Linked DNA regions of Mus musculus: region 1 is linked to region 2. Evidence: chromatin contacts called from public ChIA-PET data. All regions are on one chromosome and are shown on one strand. The core of a region is the stretch at or near the end of the contact, and the rest is flanking DNA. Distances in the headings are between cores, read along the strand shown.

Region 1 (2,700 bases), core at 90-2,589, 73 kb before region 2:
GTCTCAGCTCCAGGGGAAAACCTTTTCTCCCTCTCCCTCTCCCTCTCCCTCTCCCTCTCCCTCTCCCTCTCCCTCTCCCTCTCCCTCTCCCTCTCCCTCTCCCTCTCCCTCTCTCCTTTCTTCCTTTCCTCTGAGTCAGGCTTTCTCTGTGTAGCCTTGGCTGCACTAGATGGTAGACTAAGCTAGCCACAAACTCAGATATCCACTAGGATTATATGTATGCACTAACAACTCCCACCACTCTTCCTGCCTTTCTGCACACAGTGGGTTCTGGTCAACATAGTTCAGACAGTTAGCCATGGATACCAGGGCAGTTGCAGAGATGGACAGTGGAGAAGCAGTGTTAAGGAGTTAACAGGACTCCCAGCAGACTAGATCACAGTACATATGCTCCAGTGTTCCCTTTCCCCGGGAAGCTGCTACTCGAGTCTTTCCTTTGAAGTGAAGTGCATCCTCAGTGCCACACCAAAGTCATTTTCTGGGCTGAATCCCGTAATGCATCCCCAAATTTCTCTTAGCATGGGAATGCATAATAGAAAAGTTATTCGTGATGACCTCCTGTCTGATGTGTATAACTGAGAAGAGTTTGAATTCTTGAGATCAGTGGTGAAAGGATACTCGATTCCAAATATGTCCTTTCTTTCTTCCTCTATGGTAATTTCCTAAGTTTTCTTTGCAAGAAGACCTGTCAGGTATCATTCACACAAAGACCTATAACCTGTTGGGTCTTAAATCCAAGGCAAAAATGTTGAACTAAAGTGTCCATTAACATATCAAACTGGACAGTGGCCTCTCAGCATCCCTCTGTTCCTGGCTGGCATGCCTCCCCCCAACCCCCAGCCACCACACAGCCCAAACTCCCCAGTCCAGGTGATCCCCTGGGCTTTCCTCCTTCCAGCTCCTCTGACCACTCTATAACTCAGCCACTTTTAGCTGTGCTAGTCTCTTGGCTCAGGTGGTCCCTCTTGGTTGGAGGCCCCTCTTTCTCTTTTCAGATCTCCTCTCCTCACATGGCCCAGCTTAGGGTCATGTTCACTCTGTAAGGTTTTCTGTCTGGTCTGGAACTCACTGTGACAGGCTAGTTTCTAATCCCAAACATCAACTTGCCTCTGCCAGCAGTTCTGGAATTCAGGAGTGTTTCAGCAAGCCCGGCTTTTGGAGCTCAAGGAAATATTGACACATCTATAATCACAACACTCTCCCTAACAGATTGAGTGTAAGGCTCCATCTGGGGAGGTGTGTCCACTTCCTGGCGCTTGATCACGTCTGAACTACATTGTCCAGAAGACATTGCACCGAGAAAAGCCAATGAAAATAGGCGCGTTAGTGACGACAAAAGGACGCTGGGCGGGACTTTCGGCTTTGCGTGCAGGAGGTTCTTTGAAACTTTCTGGATCTGTCAGTCTGCTTCACAGAAAACTGGTTTTATCAGTATTGGTCATGGCAGGAAAACTGTAGAGTTGAGGCGTTTTTCCTCCGTCACGGAGACGGAGCTGAGGTTTTCGACAGCCCGTGTGATCTAATCCAAGCTTGGAGGAGGGATGGCCACATCCCAGGGCCCGGCTGGCCAGTGGAGCCCAATGGTGATTGTGGAGGCTGCGGGTGGAGCCCTGCCCCAGGTGAGTGCCTAGTGATCGCCCACCTACCTGAGTTCTAGAGCGCTGAGATCTGGGTCAGGAGCCAACAGGGTAGACTCCCATGTCCCCGACTGTAGGGCACCGGTGGACGAAATTATGGTAGTTGGGTTGTTTTGTTTTGTTTTGTTTTGTTTTTGTCATCTGTGTGCTAGATCGCTTGAGCCATCCCATCTGACTCAGTGTGGTGGACTGTACCTCTCAAGGCTTGTGGGAGGGCCTGAGCTCTACTGGCATTAGATGAGGGAATTAGATTAGATTCTGGTGGCCAAGAAGATTTGAACAGGTGAGAGATTCCATCTAGTCAGTTTTCTGAGCATGGGGTGGGGGTAATATGGGTGTAGGCAGAGACCTGTGAATCCTTGGGTAAATCCTGTGCACTCATGTTTGAGTTGGAATGCAAGCTGTAGCAGGGGTGGGGGAGTTGTAGGGTGGGTGATGGTGGTGTTCAGATCTTTGATGGAGTTATTTTATTCTCTCTGTATGCCCCTCTCCCCCACCTCCTTTCCTCCTCCACCGCCCCCAGGAGGCCTGGTGGGCTCCTGCTCTCCCTCCCTCCCTCTACCCTTTCCACTCTCTCCTCTTCCGTCTTCCTTAACCCCTCTCCCTATTCCTTTGCCTCTCTCCCTCTCCCTCCCCCTCCCCCTCTCCCTCTCCCCTCCTTCTCCCTCAGACTGGGCCTCTCTATGTAGTCATGGCTGTCCTGTCTCTCTATGTACCAGGGTGTCTTCAAACTCAGAGAGATTCTTCTATCTCTAACTCACAAGTGATGAGATTAAAGAACCCTTTGTTATATTTTTACTTTATTCATTTACTTTTGATCTAGGCTCAAACTCACTGTTTACACCACACTAGCCTCAAATTCACAGAGATTTGCCTTCTTGTGGGTTAGGGTCTCCTTTGGGTAAGGGCTGCCAACTGAACTCTGGTTCATGGTGGAAGAGCCCTAATCGGAGCCAACCACTCCTACCTTTCCAATGAGTTTTAAAAACTCAGCCATCAGGATGTGCTGCTGAACTAAGTGTAGCTGTGAGGGAAAATTAAATTAAAAATAATTTTATTTTTT
Region 2 (2,799 bases), core at 109-2,608:
TTTCTGTGTTTATGTTTGACTCTGGTTATGTGATATATACACACACACACACACACACACACACACACACACATATATTCATATGTGCATATATTAACTTTGGAATTCAGAAGAAGTTGTCAAATACCCTGGGATAGCAATACAATAGGATGTATGCTGTTCTGTGTGTCCTGGAAACAGTAGCATATTCCTTTTTTAAAAATATTTATTTATTTATTTATTTATTTATTTATTTATTATATGTAAGTACACTGTAGCTGTCTTCAGACACTCCAGAACAGGGCATCAGATTTCGTTGTGGATGGTTGTGAGCCTCCATGTGGTTGCTGGGATTTGAACTCAGGACCTTTGGAAGAGCAGTCGGCGCTCTTAACCGCTGAGCCATCTCACCAGCCCAAGAAATAATTCACTTTTTTTGTTGTTGTTGTTGTTTGTTTTTTGAGATAGCCCTGGCTGTCCTGGAACTCACTTTGTAGACCAGGCTGGCCTTGAACTTAGAAATCCTCCTGCCTCTGCCTCCCAAGTGCTGGGATTAAAGGCATGTGCCACCATGCCCGGCGCATATTCTTCTAGAAAAACATCCAACGTTGCTAACCACTGAGCTATGCTTTGGAGATGGTGTAAGAGAGGAGATTCTGTCTGGGATGATGGCTGAGGATCATGGTCAACTGGGTGCTTCCTCTGCCTCCCTGAGCTACCAGGCTTTTACCTGAGCATCTGGCTCCTGTATCTTCAAAAGTAAAATCGGGCAATTGCTATTTTGTTTTTTAAAAACCAACAACAATGATTTATCTCCTGTGCTTGAGTTAAGAAGCAGGAGGCTTCCCACTCATTGTCCCAACGCTTTACTGTGCCAGTCACAGCTGATCACCAACGCTTCCTCATGGCACACTGTGGCCTAACAGAAGGAGACTGGGTAGAAAATGACGAACGTTGCAGGAAGGACTCCTACTAGGCCCATGAGAAAAAAACAAGAATACAGGTGGAGGTGAATGGGTAGTGCATCTTGGAATTGAGCAGACCTGTTTTCAAAATTCGGACTGTTTTAACATCTTTACACATCAGATAGGATATGGTCACCATTGGCTTTTTAGCTGAGCTTTCTTCTGCCAAAGGAACTTTGCTAATGCATACCGGAGTCAGACCCAGGAATCCACTTTACTTTATCCTTGATGATCAGGGAGTTGAAACACTGGTGCATCTGTAGGCAAGGCAGTGTCTAAATCCTTACATATCGCTTCCCCTGCTTACACATCTGCAGCAGTGTCCAGGTCTCCAGGGTGCACGCTGTCTGAACTACATTACCCAGAAGTGACAGCGCAGAAGAGCTTAACCAATGGAAACTGGCGCTTCCGTGGGCTATAACAGAAAGGAGAAGGGCGAAATAAGGAAAGGAAGGGGGTAAAGAAAGGGGTAGGAGAGCATTGGGACTTAATGGTTGCGTGCAGGTGATTATCTTTCTGGATGCTTGTGTCAGGTCAGAGGAAAACTGGTTTTACAGCTCTCTGTCCAGAACTGGAAGGCGCGAGAGGAGCGAGGCTTTGTCCTCTAGCAGACCGTTTTGAAGTCTACGAGGACCCCGTGTGGTTGGTTGCAGGCCTGGAAAGAATAGCCATGTCCACGGACCCAACTGCCCAGCAAAATCAGACTGCAGTAGCTCTGCAGGGTGGCCAGGCACAGGTGCGTACCACGTGGTCACACCCCCTTTCCCCAATCCTAGAGTGCAATGCGGGCTGGGATGTTAGTTGGAGTTTCCAGATAGCATAGAGTACTCACACTCGCCCACTAAAGAGCCTGGGAAGCCCTGTGAATGTAAGACCTACCTGTTCAGAGCCACCGGAACCTTTGTGTTCATAGCCTCCTTTATTCACAGGTTTCAGTAAGTGCAAAGTTACTACTATGCTACTGACTATGGAGAGGTAAATGGACGGACGGTGCCGCAGGAACTCACATTTCTAGATCCCCACATAAGTAATGTCTAGTACTACAATGCTTTGGGACTCTTTGCTTGATATTATTCTCCTGTCTTTCCATCTGAATTCCATAAAAGATAATTATAGAATATAAGGTCTCTGAGTCCAGAGCAGGAATTATATGGACAGGTTCCATTTATAGGGAGCCACTTCCTTAAGATTCAGAAGTATTCAAGTTCCAGTGACGACTGTTAAAAAATGTCTGGAAGTGAGATGGATTAGGGATGCCCAGAAGCCCTCAGGTGTACTTGAGATTGGCTGGTGCAGTGGAAGGCAGCCATTGGGAGGGGTAGAGGAGATGAGAAGCTGCAGGCACGAATATTAACATGAACATGGAAGGACGTTATGAAGGGTGATATGCGTAGTGACAGAAAGTATGAATAGATGTGCTCATGTCCAAGATCATGTGCCAGAGGTAGAGTGGAGAACTGTGGCTCAAATCTGGACATATCTGGCTGGCATGATGTGAAGAAGCCTATAGAAATAGGTGGGACTTTCCATAGCAAACGTCAAGACTGGTAAATTCCATTTGTCTGTCTACCTGTTTGTGGCTGGTGCTGAAAACAGTGGCCATTGCAACCCTGAGCAGAGACTGGGTGTCAGTGAATGAAGAGTCTGCTGCTCTCTGAAGAAGGAATCTAAATGGGATTGTCTGTCTCTGGGATGTCAAAGTCCAAGGGAAGGAAACTTCTTGTTAACTCAGCATTCTCTGTTGTGGCAGGGTGGTATGGCCTTTAGTGATGTGGCTATCTACTTCTTGAGGGGGGAATGGAGACTACTTGATGACTCTCAGAGGCGTCTGTACCACCAGGTGATGATGGAGGTC

Evidence for each region. ChIA-PET counts read pairs in DNA pulled down with a chosen protein or histone mark.
Region 1: a Ronin ChIA-PET map of embryonic stem cells shows a contact between it and region 2, with 7 read pairs. The contact joins the promoter of Zfp772 here to the promoter of Zfp773 in region 2. A contact is called at or near these places in 1 of 39 promoter capture datasets (macrophages), 1 of 484 Hi-C or Micro-C datasets (nephron progenitors), 4 of 115 datasets of contacts at active chromatin or transcription factors (bone marrow-derived macrophages, effector CD8 T cells and embryonic stem cells) and 3 of 9 other capture datasets (adipose tissue, liver and pancreatic islet).

What each region holds. Positions count from the first base shown.
Region 1 is chr7:7,208,637-7,211,336 of GRCm38.p6, reverse strand. Zfp772 (zinc finger protein 772) reads left to right here and starts at 1,339. Exons shown (of 5, transcript NM_145577.2): 1 at 1,339-1,619. The coding sequence starts at 1,542.
Region 2 is chr7:7,135,314-7,138,112 of GRCm38.p6, reverse strand. It overlaps Zfp773 (zinc finger protein 773), which reads left to right and starts at 1,358. Exons shown (of 4, transcript NM_029584.1): 1 at 1,358-1,680; 2 at 2,695-2,799. The coding sequence starts at 1,465.